Linked DNA regions of Pan paniscus: region 2 is linked to region 1. The links are chromatin contacts, called in public Hi-C maps. All regions are on one chromosome and are shown on one strand. Each heading gives the region's core, a stretch centred on a gene start, on an enhancer-like site or on the middle of the called end of the contact. The rest is flanking DNA. Distances are from core to core; before and after follow the strand shown.

Region 1 (7,880 bases), core at 1,607-4,106:
TATCAAATTACCACAAATTTAGAGGCTTAAACAACATAAATTTATTATTATTATTATTATTGAGATGGGGTCTCACTCTGTCCCCTTGGCTGGAATGCAGTGGGACACTAACAACTCACTGCAGCCTCAACCTCCCGGGCTCAGGTGATCCTCCCACCTCAGCCTCCCTGGTAGCTGAGACTACAGGCACATACTACCACACATGGTTAATTTTCATATTTTTTGTAGAGACAGGGTTTCACCATTTTGTGCAGGCTGGTCTCCAAATCCTGAGCTCAAGCAATCCACCTTCCTTGGCCTCTCAAAGTGCTGGGAATTACAGGTGTGAGCCACTACATGCGGCCAAATTTATTATTTAAGAGTTCTGGAGATCAGAAGTACCAAATGGGTGAAGAGGGCTGCATTCCTTCTGGAAACTCTTGAAGAGAATCCCTTTCCTTGCCTTTTCCAGCTTCAGGGGGGCTGTCCACATTCCTTGGTTAGTTAGCACATAGATATCTTTGGGGAGGGGGTCATTATGCTGCCTATTGCACCTCAGTTCCACAAAGCTGAGTTATCCCAGAGGTCATGGTACTCAGGAAGTAGGAACCCCAGGGCTAATGGAGGCAGCTACTCAAAAGCAGTTCTTACATCCATAGCTAAGTCATTCTGGGTCCAATTCAGGGATCCATTTAGTGAAAAACAAGAGATACAAAAATTAGCCGGGCATGCTGGTGTGTGTGTGCCTGTAATCCCAGCTACTCGGGAGGCTTGAGGCAGGTGAAGCGCTTGAACCCGGGAGGCAGAGGTTGCAGTGAGCAGAGATCGCTCCCCGGAACTCCAGCCTGGGAGACAGAGCAAGACTCTGTCTCAAAAAAAAAAAAAAAAAAAAAAGATATACCAAAATTATTTTGCTTCTTATTTTAAGGTTGGTGAGAAGGTAAAGATTTTTTTTTTTAAATAGCATCTCTACCTATTTTCATTTTGTAAAAATGCATTCATTTGGAGGTGATTTTTTAATTCTCGAAAAGTTGTCCTGAAGAACTGGAATCAGACCTATTCCATGCGGTTGCAGAGGGCAGACCCAGAAGCAGCCATGGGGGAGATATCTGTTTTATTCAAAGAGGATCTTTTCTGACAGTTATCCTTGTTCAAAATGCAATGAACTACCTCAAAAAAAAAAAAAAGGGAATACAATTAGCTTTATAAAAAATTTAGTACAATGCTTCTTTCCTCTTTCATTTTATAGACAGTGAGGAAAATCTGTGTTTAGTGCTTAGAGTCTTTAAACTCCCAGTAGATTAATGTTAAGACTGATGTGAATGCTTAACCAATTTCCACTGGCCCTAAAATGCCTGAATTTAACAGTAAGCCCTCCAAAACAGTTATTTCATATAGATGAAATTTCTAATCACAGACCACCAAGAACTTTTGAAAAATTTAAAGGTTGTCTTCTTTCATAGCTTATTCACTTATTTCTGTTTTTAAAATGAAGCATGATTATGAGACATGCTCAAGGACAGCTCAGTGGAGGATGCAGAGGTTTTTGCTCTCATTAACACTGGGTTCAAGACCCAGGCGGCTGGGCGCGTTCTTTAAACTCCCTTTGCTTCAGTTACTTTTCGGAGTCTAGGTGCCCTTCCCTTTTTGGCAATCCGACGGAGAGAGAAGCAAGCGAGGAGACAGGGGGGTGCATTCTGCCACGCTGGCCCCTCACCTCTGTCATCACAGGGCGTTCTGGGTTCCTCTAAGAGTAGTTTTTCCCTTATAAGGAGGCAGTAGTGGGATTCCTCTTCGGAAGATTAGCCCTGCTTGTAGCCAAGTAGAACGAAAGGATTTGTGTGTAAGACTGTTGATTAGCCCGTCTTTGGTCTATAGCATTCTAAAGCAAAAACCTTGACAGGACAGGGGTGAAAGAAGGTGACATCCGTGACAGGAGGTAGGCAGGGAAGCTCAGGTCAGCTCAGTGCAGGGGAATAGTGTTGGTAACTGCAAGCAGCATCCTGAACGGCCGCGGGAAGAACTTGGAAATTCTTTAAGAGAACGTACTTTTTGCTCTCTGTGATCCGGCGGCCATTTTTTCCGACTGTCTGTGGGTAAACGAGCAGCCCCTGTTGGCTCCGAGGGTAATAACAGCTTTTCGCAGAGACGTTTTGAATATGCGCCGGTAGGGGGCAGCGATGAGGCGGTTGCAAATCCCCAAGCATCCCGTCAACTGGTGAGCTTTCGCGCTGAAGGAAACGTAAAACAGTGGATAAATATAAGAGTGGAGAGAGAAAGCCAACTATAAACCTCAGTAACATCTTTCTCTCTATATTTTTTCCTTTAGAGGAAGAGAGGACTCGTCTTTAAATGCGCACATTAGTATGTTTCTTAATACGTATGAACCGGAAAGGAGGCAAACTTCTTAACTTCAAAGACACTATTTACTTACAAAGGTACCCTTAATTAGGGAGGGGGGCAAAAGAGACGGGGTCTCGCTATGTTGCTCAGGCTGGAGTGCAGTGGCTATTCACAGGCGCGATCCCACTACTGATCAGCACGGGAGTTTTGACCTGCTCCGTTTCCGACCTGGGCCGGTTCACCCCTCCTTAGGCAACCTGGTGGTCCCCCGCTCCCGGGAGGTCACCATATTGATGCCGAACTTAGTGCGGACACCCGATCGGCATAGCGCACTACAGCCCAGAACTCCTGGGCTCAAGCGATCCTCCCACCTCAGCCTCCCGAGTAGCTGGGACTACAGGCACGCGCCACCGCGCCCGGCGGTCGGAGACGCTGCGAAAAGCTACTAGAAGCTGCAGTGCAGTTACGTCATTGGGGACGGGGGGGGGGCCCACGCCGGGCGACGTGGGCTTGGACACACCCACACTGGGCGGTCTGGAGGCTACGTTAGTGTGGCGTCATCCGAGCTGGGCAGCCGTTCTGCCTTACAGAGTTGGGACCCCGGAAGCTTATCGGCGCGGTTGCTGCCGCGGCTCCCTGTGTTTTGATCCGAACACCACGTTCCTGCTTAACAGAAATTGGTCAGTATGCGCTTAATGCTCATAGTGTGGCGTCCGGACACGCAGCAAGAGAAAAACGCAATAACCTGGTCCGTCAGCGTTCCTTGCTTCAGCAGGCCTTAAATATGTGCTGCATCTTTTGGGGGACGTTACTTAAGAGGCAAACATCTGGCTCGAAGTCTTCCATTATTTTCAGCAAGCATTTAGGAGGTGACTGCACTATAAGGAGAATAACCCACAGTAGCACAGGTTGGGAGTCTGCACAGTGCCGAGGCCAGCTCAGTCTTCACTATTCGAACGAAGGAAGCCTGGGGCAACTGTTTGTTTTCTCTGCCCTGCATGTTAGTTGCCCGTTGTTTTTGGAGAAAAAACTAGTATCGGGGTATATAGGTGGAAAAATTTGGATTTGGCAGCTTGAAGCCTTTTTTGCGACAAGCTTAGGTTAGGAAGGGATAGAGGGGAGGAAAGAAAAAATAATTTTCGACCATAGTAGATCTGCGAAAGCAGACCTTCTGTTTGTCCTCTTATCTATTGTCTTTCCCTCACCCCCCACCCCTTGTCTCCTAAAAACCAGTCCAGACTTTCCCCGCCACCTCCGTCCTTGTAGCAGATAACGTTGCTCCTTCCTTCATGGATAAATTGAAGGCCAACAGACAAAAACTTTTCAACTCTTTGCTGCTCTCCCCGCTCTAAATTTATCTTTACACCTTCAGAGAAGAGCACCCTTCTGTTTTCCCCTCCTACCTCAAACCCAGTAGGTCAAAATTCTTCCGTCAATCATTTTTACCCATCCTATCTCCCTCTTTCATTTATACAGATTCCAAGCTGCCTTTCTTCTTCTAAAAAAAAAAAAAAAAAAAAAAAGCAAAAAAACTCCTTTGACCTTGCCTGTCTTTCTAAATGAAATCTGTCTGTTGTTTTCATGGCTGCACTGCTTGAAACCATGTTCTACAATTGCCACATTTGCTTCTTAACCTTCTATCTTCAGTCCATAGCCCACCAATCCACTGAAACTATTCTAGCTAAGGCTACGATACCCAAGCCTCCTAATTGGCAGGTCTAAGGGACCCTTTCTGACATAGGTGATGTAATTTACCACCAATCTCTGTCACTTGTGACTGCTGTTTCCTCCCTGAACGTTTCTTCTCCCTGGTTCTTGTTCACAGCCCCTGATATTTCCTCCCAGGCTCTCTCTTCTGCCCACCCAGCAAATGTTTTTATTCCTTACAGTTCCCTCCTAAATGTTCTCTGTTCTCTCACCGTGTTCTTCATGAGTGATGTAATCAATTCTCAAGGCTCTCAAATCTGTAGTTCCAATCTGATGCTGTTTCCAGAGCTTCAGATTCACATTTTTAGTTGCCTTCTGGATGTCACCTTGAAATCAGTCAAAACTTCAAATTCAGTATTTGCAAACAAAACTGATCATCTTCTCTTCTTCCTCCAAGCTTGCCCATTTTTTCTTTTTATCAATATGTTTATTTATTTATTTTTCGAGACAGAGTCTTGCTCTGTTGCCCAGGCTGGAGTGCAGTGGCACGATCTCGGCTCACTGCAACCTCCGCCTCCTGGGTTCAAGTGATTCTCCTGCCTCAGCCTCCTCAGTAGCTGGGATTACAGGTGCCCACCACCGCACCCAGCTAATTTTTGTATTTTCAGTAAAGATGGGGTTTCGCCATGTTGGCCAGGCTGGTCTTGAACTCCTGACCTCATGATCCACCTGCCTCGGCCTCCCAAAGTGCTGAGATTACAGGCGTGAGCCACTGTGCCTGGCTCATCAGTATGTTTAGTTGCTCACTTCAGAACTCTCAGAGTCATCCTTGACTACTATTTCATCCATTCAATACCAAATACTTACTTTTTACTTATCCAATGACAGGCACTGTACTAGGTGGTAGAGATGTGGTGGTGAAGAAAAGAGACAGAGTGGAAGAGACAGACAAAAACTTAGCAAAAAAAATTATAATTTCAAACTGTGATAAGTACCGGTGAAGGAAGCACAGTACTGAGATATGAACAATGGTGGTAGGAAGCAGGTGGGGCACCTGCTTTTGAGAATGTAGTCAGGTAAGCCTCTTTTAGGAGGTATCATTTAAATTAGGGCCTGAAGAATGAGGCATCGGTTAAGGTACATTGAAGCAAACAAGGACTGTCTGTAAACTGAAGTAAACGAACCTTTCTTTAGGAAATTCAGAAGAAAGAAAATTATCTCAAGGAAGTTGGTCAGAAGAAAATGGGCAGACCATGAAATGTTAGTTGTCCCCCAAAGTCGGTTCTCCCCTTTTACAGTGCTAATACATTGCTACTTGGGCACATGAATCCCAGCTAGAGACCACATTGCCTGAATTTCCTTACAACCAAGTGTGGTCAAGTTCTCACTAATGGAATATGAATGAAAGTTGTATGTGTCCTCTGCATCACTTGCTTAAAAAGAAATCGGTTGCCCTCTACTTTGGCCCTTTTGGCCTTTCCAGCGCTAGGTGGCGCCAGTGCAGATCCACTGCAGTGCCCCATCTTTAACCATGCAAATTAGGAAAAATACCTAGGGTCGAGGAAAGAAACCAGTGAATTCAGAAGGGGCAGGATTGGAAAACAAAACAAAACAAAAACCAAAACAAAAAAACAACCAAACCAAACCAAAATAAAACCAAAACAGCAGAGTCCATGGATGAATTAATGAAGCTGATCCACCCTATAGCCTCCACCACTCCTACCTCTGGACTGTTAGATGAGAAATAAGCTTCCATCTCAATTCAATCACTATATTTTGGGGTCTCTTTATTATTACAGCATACTCTGTACTCTAACTAATAGAGGGAGGTTCCCAGAAGAAAATCCTGGATAAGCAGAACTCAGAGCAGGAACCAAAAGAGCTCCAGGTATCTACAGGGCACCCCAATGGGATGAACCATCCTCAGTATCCTCTAAGAAGAGTCTGATTTTCTAGTTTGAGTTCTGTATTCTTCTACAATCTGTATTTATATGCATACCTATTTTTATTTTTGTTATTTATTTATTTATTTTTTGAGACGAAGTTTCGCTCCGCTTGCCCAAGCCGGAGTGCAATGGTGTGATCTCAGCTCATTGCAACCTCCGCCTCCTGGGTTCAAGTGATTCTCCTGCCTCAGCCTCCAGAGTAGCTGGGATTACAGGCACGTGCCACCATGCCCGGCTAATTTTTTGTATTTTTAGTAGAAACGGGGTTTCACCATGTTAGCCAGGCTGGTCTCGAACTCCTGATCTTAGGTGATCCACCCGCCTCAGCCTCCCAAAGTGCTGGGCTTACAGGCATGAGCCACCACGCCCGGCCATGCATACCTATTTTTATTATAATTATGTTGTAAATAAAACATCTGTGTCTTGCTTTTCTTTCCCACATGTTACTATGTTTTTGGTGGCAGTATAATCTTTTATTATTATTATTATTTGAGACAGAGTCTTGCTCTGTCTCCCAGGCTGGAGTGCAGTAGCGTGTCTCAGCTCACTGCAACCACCACCTTCCCAGTTCAAATGATTCTCCTGCTTTAGCCTCCTGAGTAGCTGGGACTACAGGCAGGCTTCACCACACCCAGCTAATTTTTGTATTTTTAGTAGAGATGGGGGTTTCACCATGTTGGCCAGGCTGGTCTCGAACTCCTGGCCTCAGGTGATCTGCCCGCCTCCCAAAGTGCCGGGATTACAGGTGTGAGCCACTGCTCCCGGCCAGGTGGCCCTATAATCTTTTGATTTGGTGCATCATAATTTATGACTATTTAAATTGAACCACTATCAGTCACACTAATCACCACTTTACTATTCTATATATTTCACCTGTATTGTTTTATGAATTAGTGATCGGCATAGTATCCAATGCTAAGTCAGTTATGCACAACCTCGAATCAGCCGTTTGCTTTTTTTTTTTTTTTGAGACGGAGTCTCGCTCTGTCGCCAAAGCTGTAGTGCAGTGACGCGATCTCAGCTCACTGCAAGCTTCGGCTCCCGGGTTCACGCCATTCTCCTGCCTCAGCCTCTCAAGTAGCTGGGACTACAGGAGCCCGCCACCACGCCCAGCTTTTTTGTTTGTTTTTTCAGTAGAGACGGGGTTTCACCGTGTTAGCCAGGATGGTCTCGATCTCCTGACCTCGTGTTCCGCCCGCCTCGGCCTCCCAAAGTGCTGGGATTACAGGCGTGAGCCACCGCACCTTTTTTAACAGTGCAAAAAACAAGGCCGTGTCTGGCTATATGGGGCTTTGCTTGTTCAAAATGTAACCTCTATACGGCCGCGCGCAGTGGCTCACGCCTGTAATCCTAACACTTTGTAAGGCCCCGGCAGGCGGATCACTTGAGGGCAGGAGTTCGAGGCCAGCCTGGCCAACATGGTGAAACCCCATCTCTACTAAAAATACAAAAATTAGCCTGGCCTGGTGGCGCGCGCCTGTAGTCCCAGTTATTCAGGAGGCTAAGGCAGGAGAATCGCTTGAACCCGGGAAGAGGAGGTTGCAGTAAGCCGAGACGTGCAACTGCATTCCAGTATGGGCAAGACTCCGTCTCAAAAAAAAAAAAAAAAAAAAGTAACCTGTATGAAAGTTAATTTTGTGGCACTAAACAGAGTAGATAATAACCTCATCTGAAATGGGATGTCTCAATCTGTCTACAAAAAACTCCATGCCATAGAGCTCAAAAGTTTGTAAATTAGTCCTTTGGAGACGTTAAAGAGCATGGAGTCATACGAAAAGGCTTTCTGCCCTGGTAAGGGAAGAAAGCTTGTGGGCAGGTTGAGTCTGGTCCTTGAGTTCTCAGCTCTCACCAGGGAAGGGGTACGAGACAAAGCTGAGGCTGAACTTGAGCCGCACAGGCCCTGATTGCTGGGCCGTGAGAGAACACCCGAGGAGGGGGCCCAACGCACCTGAAGAAAAGACGACG
Region 2 (7,880 bases), core at 1,668-4,167, 240 kb after region 1:
CAAAAAAAAACCACTTGCTCTCCAGATGGCAAACCTCACTGCCCAAGTACCTCTCCTAATACATGTTGCAATTCTCCCTCCACTTCTCAGGAACCCCCATAATCATGGGGGTTAGAACCAAGCCCCAGAATCTACCTCCTTATGTAAGCTACTCATTTTCTCATCTCTTGAGTTATTCTCACTAAATAATGATCCCTTGATTGGGGGATGGAGAGGTGCAGGCTTGAACACTTTCTGGGTGCAAAGAAGTAGATTTCCTCTTTTGTTACATTTAAATCAAACCACTCCCACAACAGGTTTTTGTTTCCTCCCTTTTACTTTCTGATGAGTTTCATAACGCTTACTTTTGTAGTTTGATAAGATCTCCACAGTATGATCAGCAACCAACACTATTCTAGAAAGCTTCTAAATCAACTGTTAAGATGATCTGGTGGGTATTATGGACAAAATGCAAACTTAAAAAGCAGATTACTTTCTGGGAAGGTAATGATTGAGAAGGATCTTAAGAGTAGGGTTTAATGGGCTGAAAGGTTTGAATGCTCTACCAGTTAGAATCTGATCCACTGCAAGGGAGAGAAACCCAGCCCCAAACCAGCAGAACAGAGTTAACTAGGTGAGGTAACTGGGAAGTCCAGGAGCTGCGGTGGCTTTAGACATAGCTGGCTTCAGAGACTCAAACAGAATCATCGGAAAAATGTTCTAATTTCTCTGTTTGCTTCTAGACTCTGCTTTCCTCTATCTTGACTTTTACTTTTGGGCAGCTCAAAACTTACTTTATCCTTGGCACTAGCTACCCCAGAAAAGAAGGGCCTGTTATGCAGGGGGAATCCTGTGGGTTAGCCTAGATCAGGAAACCCAAGTCTCTCCTGAACTTGGTGGGCTATTGGGAGTAGCATGATGAAAAGTCTGGAACCCCAGGTTAGGAGTACGCTCTGCCACCACCGCCTGCACAGATAAGTGTAGAGAGATATTGAAGGTGGGGAGACTATTAGAGGAGTGAGGCCCAACCTGAGGTGATGGCCGTGAAGATGGAAAGTGGGGGAAGACTGTGAGAACCCATCACAGATCAGTGTATGACACGCTGAGTTCATGTGAGGCAGAAGAAATTAGAAATGCTAAAAGAATGGTGATGCCATTAGTAAAACAAGAATATGAGGCAGAAGAGTCTATTTTTGCAGAAATTTTGCTAAGACATACTCTTGGTTGGGCAAGCAAAGGAAGACATCAGGCAGGCAGTTGAAGGGGAGAGGTCAGACTTAAGAGAGGGATCGGAGCTAGAGGTCTAGAGAGGGGGCCTCTACAATAAGCTTGTAGTTGGAATCATGAAAATTGCAAGATCTATGTGTGCAGAGGTGAGTGGTCAAAAGACAGAGCCCCAGGGAATTGTGAGTTAAGCAACAGACAAGGAAAAGGAATGAAGGATGGTGACGGAGGAGCAACCAGACACTGGGCGGAGAAAGTCAGACCTACTTAAGTCAAATAGGAGAAAAGTTCCAGTATCAAAAAGAAAAAGAAATAGATCCACATGTTCAACAATATTTCCAATATTGGTTCTATACTCATATTTTCCTCATTCCTTTTCATAAGTGAACTCACAATCAAACTAAGTCCAACGAGCAGCTATTGAGGCTACAAGATTTACTGCTTTCTGAATACCAGTGGCTTCCATCCTAAGGTGTATTCATCTGAGACCTGAGTTGCTTATCATTAGTAACAACATATTCATTTTGGGGTCTTCTCTCATTTTTTTTAGAACAAGGACCAGGTATTAAAACAGCTGCCCAAGTACCAAGGTGCAAAGATGGCACTGCTGCAGATAGCTAAGCTGCTAAGCAGGCAGCATCATTATGTTGACTTGGGGGCAGATGTATAAAATCTAATCCTGGCAGATGAAAGTCAGGTTGGAAGTCTCAGTGTATGAAATACAAAAATGGGAGCTATATGACCATCAACCTGTTTGAGAACTGACTGTCCCTGGAGTCAAGGCAGAAGATATTTCAATATTTCACCTTTAAGTGTTCTGTTTTTTTCCAATAATTCCTTGAATTTTGGTACTTCCCAGGGCCTTAACCTGGGCTTTCCCCCAATCTATACATTTGGGGTGATCTATAAGACCTCAACTTGGCCGGGCACGGTGGCTCACGTCTGTAATCCCAGCACTTTGAGAGGCTGAGGCAGGTGGATGGCCTGAGGTCAGGAGTTCGAGACCAGCCTGGACAACATGGCGAAACCCCGTCTCTACTAAAAATACAAAAATTAGCCGGGTGTGGTGGCACACGCCTGTAATCCCAGCTACTCAGGAGGGTGAGGCAGGAGAATCGCTTGAATCTGGGAGACAGAGGTTGCAGTAAGCCAAGATAGCACCACTGCACTCCAGCCTGGGCTACAGAATGAGACTCTGTCTTGCCAAAAAAAAAAAAAAAAAAAAAAAAAGACATCATCTTTCTCAGTCCACCCTCTCTTCTGCCCCCAAACCTATATACGGTCATCCCTCAGTATCCATGGGGAATTGATTCCAGGACCACCCACAGATATCAAAATCCACAGATGTTCAAGTCCTTTGTATAAAATAGTGTAGTATTTGCATATAACCTATACACATCCTCCCATATACCTTATTACTTTTTTATTGGACTGAATTTATTTTTTTATCTTCAGCTTTTAAATTCAGGGGTACATGTGCAGGATGTGCAGGTTTGTTGCATAGGTAAACGTGTGCCATAGTGGTTTGCTGCACAGATCTACCCATCACCTAGGTATTAAGCCCAGCATCCATTTGCTATGTGTTTGCCCTCCACACCCACCCCCTACCCCCATATAGTTTAAATCATCTCTAGACTACTTATAATACCTAATACAATGTAAATGTTATGTAAATAGTTGTTATACTGTCTTGTATAGGGAATAATGACAAGAAAAACTCCGTCTGTACATGTTCAGTACAGACACAACCATCTATTTTTTTTCCCGAATATTTTCAACCTGCGTTTGGTTGAAACCCATGGAACTCACATATACAGAGGACCGCTTGTGTTTAGCTGCCTATTACATACATGTAACCAGGGTCACAGTGTGTGGCCACTCAGGCTGGGTACAGCAAAGAGCAACATTGGAAGGGGACACCATTCACACTGTAGACATCATTATTGTTTTGAAGTTAAAACCAAAAATTAAAACAGTTGATTCCAAACTTACATGATTTATACACAGGACAATTTTCTGGCAAAGGACAGTAAAGTCTCTAGTTCTAATAAAATTAATGTCATTACAATTCTTTTCAAAATAAAAGTGTTTTAAAGAAAAGGGACTCTGACCTGCAGAAGGGCAGTATGAGGACCGTGGAGGCCTTGACCCCATCAGGATGCACCACGGGCACCTACACAACTTACTGTATCTGCCTTAGTCTAGCTCCACAGCAGTTCTCAGATCCCGTCCTCTTCATTCCTACTGCTACTACCAGAGTTCAGACCCCCCTCCTCAACATCTCTTACCTGTTCATTCTTCCTTCCTGATCTCTTTGCCTCATGTCTTGCCCCCTCCTGCCCACTCTCCAAATTTGCTGTCAGAATAATCTTTCTAAAATGATTTGGCCAAGTGGCTACCCTACTTAAAGTATTGAAATATCCTCTAATTGCCTCCAGAATCCATCTGCACTCCTGAATACGCCACATGGACTCTGCACGTCCTTGCCCTGCCCTCCTGCCTACCCATTAGTCATCTCCTACACATGCCCTATGCTCGAGCCACATCAAAACCACATTTGATGCTGTTGCATGTGTTTGCCTAGAATACCTGACAAGCTGTCCAGTGGCTTTCCATTCATCCTTCAAAAATCAGCTTAATGGTCCCTTCATGAAATCTTCCCTGACCAACTAAGGCAGAGGCGACCACACCCTCCTTGGCACTGCCGCTGTAGCTAGCTTATGCCTTTATGATTGCATTTCTCTGAGTTGCAATTATGTTTTGCATATGCCTCTCATTACAGATGTGAGAGCTGCTTACGGGTATGGAATGCATCTTATTATTTGTCCCTAATATTTAAAAGAGTACTGATGGGTACCTCTGATACCTAGCACAGTGCCTGTCCGCTGAATTGAAGGAGTAAATAAATGTGTTGAATGTTGAGAAGAGTCATTGAGGGTAGATTTGAAAATGAGAGAAGGGAAGAGAAGTAAAATGTCTTGAGGATTTTAAGTTCCGGGATACATGTGCGGGATGTGCAGGTTTGTCACATAGGTAAACATGTGTCATGGTGGTTTGCTGCACCCATCAACCCATCACCTAGGTATTAAGTCCAGCATGCATTAAGCTATTTATCCTGATGCTCTCCCTCCCCACTGTTGAGGATCTTTTATGTCAGGCGTTGTTCCAGACTCTTTACACATAGGTCCTCAGTTTTGGGTTAACTGTGGAGAAACTCTAACAGCAACAAGCCATATTTCATTTGCTGTCCACTTTACAGTATTTTGCGGAGTCTCGGGGAACTTCTTTGCTAAGTTCTGTTCCTGCCCTCTGCGGTGTGCACTAGTCTGCTGCATTGGGACTTTCGTGTTTTTGAAAGGGGACTATTTCTTTGTTTTTGCTTTTGGTATTGCATTCTGCTGGGAAGTATCAAACCAGTGATGCCCCATGCCTCATTAAAGCCTTACGGGACTTTTTTTTTTTTTTGATAAGAGTAACCTCTCAATTATTTTCCCCTATGGCCTCTCTCTTCCTATGACAAAGGTAGGGTCTAAAAGACATGGTGAAGATGTCTGGTTGGAACATAACGGTAAACAACAGGCACACTGCTAAACTTGGAATCCTTCCTAACAACTGAGGATTGTTTTTCCTGGACCACTTATGTGTCATTTACTTGGGATGGTTTCTTGTACACCTCTCTAGTTTGCAAGAGTTTACCAGTCTGATTCTCAGAACAAACAGTTTTGGCTTAAGCTGAGGAGACTGCTTCCTTAAGTATGGTCTCCATACATTATCTAGTTTAACCATCACCACAATGTTAGCCAGTAGATATTCTCATTTTACAGAAAGGGAAAGTAACATGCAGAGTTTAACTTGCCCAAGGACATACAGGTAGATTAGGTGGTAATCAAGTGAGCTGTTTTCTCATAAAGCTTGGGAGCATAAAGGGAAGGCGATTGGATTTAGAACTGAACTGGAACTGTCTTCCAGGGCTAACTGGGAATATTGTTCCTACCAGCCAAACTATGCCTCTCCTGTTCTTTGGACTCTCAGGTTAACAAGCAGACATTTCACAGGGAACAAGAGTAACAGACTGACTGTGGGTGTCAGATACATGTTTGAGAGTGAAGAGTTTTGAACAACAGAATTTTTTAAAATATCCATCCACTGCAGTGGCTCACAGCTGTAATCCTGGCACTTTGAGAGGCCGAGGTAGGATGACTGCTTGAGCCCAGGAGTTCAAAACCAGCCTGGGCAACACAGTGAGACCCTGTCTCTACAAAAACAAATATTTTTTTAATTAGCCAGGCATAGTGGTATGTTGCCTGTAGTCCCAGCTACTGGGAGGCTGAGGCAGGAGGACCACTTGAGCCCAGGAGGTCGAGACTGTAGTGAGCTATGATCATGCCACTGCACTCTAGCCTGGGCAACAGAGTGAAACACACTCTCAAAAAAAAAAAAAAAAAATCCTTGTAACAAGATTTAGAAAGAAAATAGTTATTTTAAAAGCACATTACTGTACCTACATTCATAAATGTCACTGAAATCCAAAGATATTCTCTGGTTAAACATTTATTATTTGTGGGAGTGTGAAACTTGTTTTTCCTGTTTTTAAGTTTTAAGAAGCCAGTCCTTTGTTCCATGTGAATTATATGCCATGAGATTATTTACACTCATTCTAAACACAAGTGTAAAGCTTCTCATCTAAGCTTCGTATAAAAAAAATAGTAATTTGTGGCTGGGCGCGGTGGCTCATGCCTGTAATCCCGGCACTTTGGGAGGCCGAGGCGGGCGGATCACCTGAGGTTGGGAGATTGAGACCAGCCTGACCAACATGGAGAAACCCTGTCTCTACTAAAAATACAAAATTAGCTGGGAGTGGTGGCACATGCCTGTAATCCCAGCTACTAGGGAGGCTGAGGCAGGAGAATCACTTGAACCTGGGAGGCGGAGGTTGTGGTAAGCCAAGATTGCACCATTGCACTCCAGCCTGGGCAACAAGAGCGAAACTCCATCTCAAAAAAAAAAAAAAAATAGTAATTTGTATATGTAGCACCTCAGTACATTGCTGTACTGTGCATGCAGCACAAGCAGGTTATCAGGACACATTCCTTAAAAGAACAAGGTTGAGTACTGAATGTAGATACATGAGATTGTTTGTACTGTATACCTAAAACTCTGGCAATGATTTGTCAAACAATCATGAACCAACACAAGCACCTGGAACTCACATCGTTAATGCCTGGACTTCAGCAGATTAACAAATCTGAGTTAAAGGTAACTTTTAAAAAACTACTCAAGGCCAGGTGTGGTAGCTCATCCCTGCAATTTGGGAGGCCAAAGCAGGCAGATTGCTTGAGCTCAGGAGTTTGAGATCAGCCTAGGCAACATGGCCAAACCCCATCACTACAAAAAATATAAAACTGAGCCGGTCATGGTGGCTCGTGCCCGTAATCCCAGCTACTCAGGAGGCTGAAGTAGGAAGATTGCTTAAACCTGGGAGGTGGAGGTTGCAGTGAGCCAAGATTGCTCCACTACACTCCAGCCTGGGTGACAGAGTGAGACTCTGTCTCAAACAAACAAACAACAACAAAAAACCCAAAAGTATTTAACAGCACTGATCTATCAAAAAGCTGTCAGTGGTACCTCATTAGAACTAATAACCTGAAAGGAATTTGTTAACTACTCAAACGTTTAAGCCTATAAAAACTGCATCTAGGCCAGATCTTTTACAAACATTTTAATTTTGCTTTGCAAGGAAGAAATATCCTTGTTTTCAACCTGTGAAAATTAAAAAATGTGAATTAATTCAACAAAATAAGTTACTGTATTATAGGTAATGTATAAAGGTTTCTAAAAATGAAGACCACCTATTGAGTATTCACGACAATATTTTCCATTAATTGCAAACAGAAAGGCCTTGCAAGTTTAATATAACGCAGAAGCAGAAAGCAAGTTTGTCCAGCCCACTGCTCATGGGCCGCATATGGCCCAGGACATCTTTGAACGTGGACTAACACAAATTCGTAAACCCTCTTAAAACATTATAAGATTTTTTTGCAATTTTTAAAAAACTCATCAGCTATCACTAGTGTATTTTACGCGTGGCCCAAAGGCAATTCTTCTCCTTCCAGTGTGGCCCAGGGAAGATTGCACACCCCTTCTGAAGTAAAGCCTATGTGCCACTTTACACTGGCTGATGGAGAAACAGACACAATCCAAGGTTTTGTCATTCTTGTCTGTTAGTAAAAGACATGGTCAGTTAGCCTGAGGAATTAGTTAAGTCCTGCATCCCACACACGCACTCATTACACAGTGAAAGATTATTTAGGCAAGAAACAACTGCTACAAACATATTTTAAAGTCACATTGCTCTTTTAGAGTTAATAAATATAAACTCTGAAAATATCGTTATGCAGATAGATCAAGTCTCAGACTTCAGAAAAATGACTTTCTGCTGTACTTTAATGGCCTGCTACCCATCTGGTCTCAGGTTTAGCAAAGAACCGTGGAAGGAAGAATTGAGTAAGGGTCCAGGGCGGTGGAATGTTAATCCTGGAGCTCCAGCCAGCAAACCCAGGCTCCCATATTTAGAAACGAGGATTTGCTCTGTCCCTATTGGCCTTCGAATGCTCGTGGCAGTTGCTTTCAAACTGTAAAAATGAACAGTGAACAAAAATTTTCTTCCCCGTATCTTC

What was found. A called contact is a pair of places that touch in the nucleus more often than the background predicts.
Region 2: a Hi-C map of fibroblasts shows a contact between it and region 1, with 5 times the contacts expected there. The contact joins the promoter of LOC100980742 here to the enhancer-like site in region 1. A contact is called at or near these places in 2 of 3 Hi-C or Micro-C datasets (fibroblasts and induced pluripotent stem cells).

The regions. Positions count from the first base shown.
Region 1 is chr15:50,996,150-51,004,029 of NHGRI_mPanPan1-v2.0_pri, forward strand. It overlaps LOC129393808 (a long non-coding RNA gene), which reads right to left. Exons shown (of 3, transcript XR_008620862.2): 1 at 7,864-7,880; 2 at 4,242-4,355; 3 at 1-2,210. Among named protein-coding and RNA genes, the nearest start is that of NEMF, 12 kb to the left of the region's middle. Within about 2 kb of position 2,857, at least 2 of the 2 cell types and tissues checked have open chromatin away from gene starts, as enhancers often do.
Region 2 is chr15:51,232,464-51,240,343 of NHGRI_mPanPan1-v2.0_pri, forward strand. It overlaps LOC100980742 (putative uncharacterized protein encoded by LINC01599), which reads right to left and starts at 2,918. Exons shown (of 5, transcript XM_003831737.5): 1 at 1-2,918.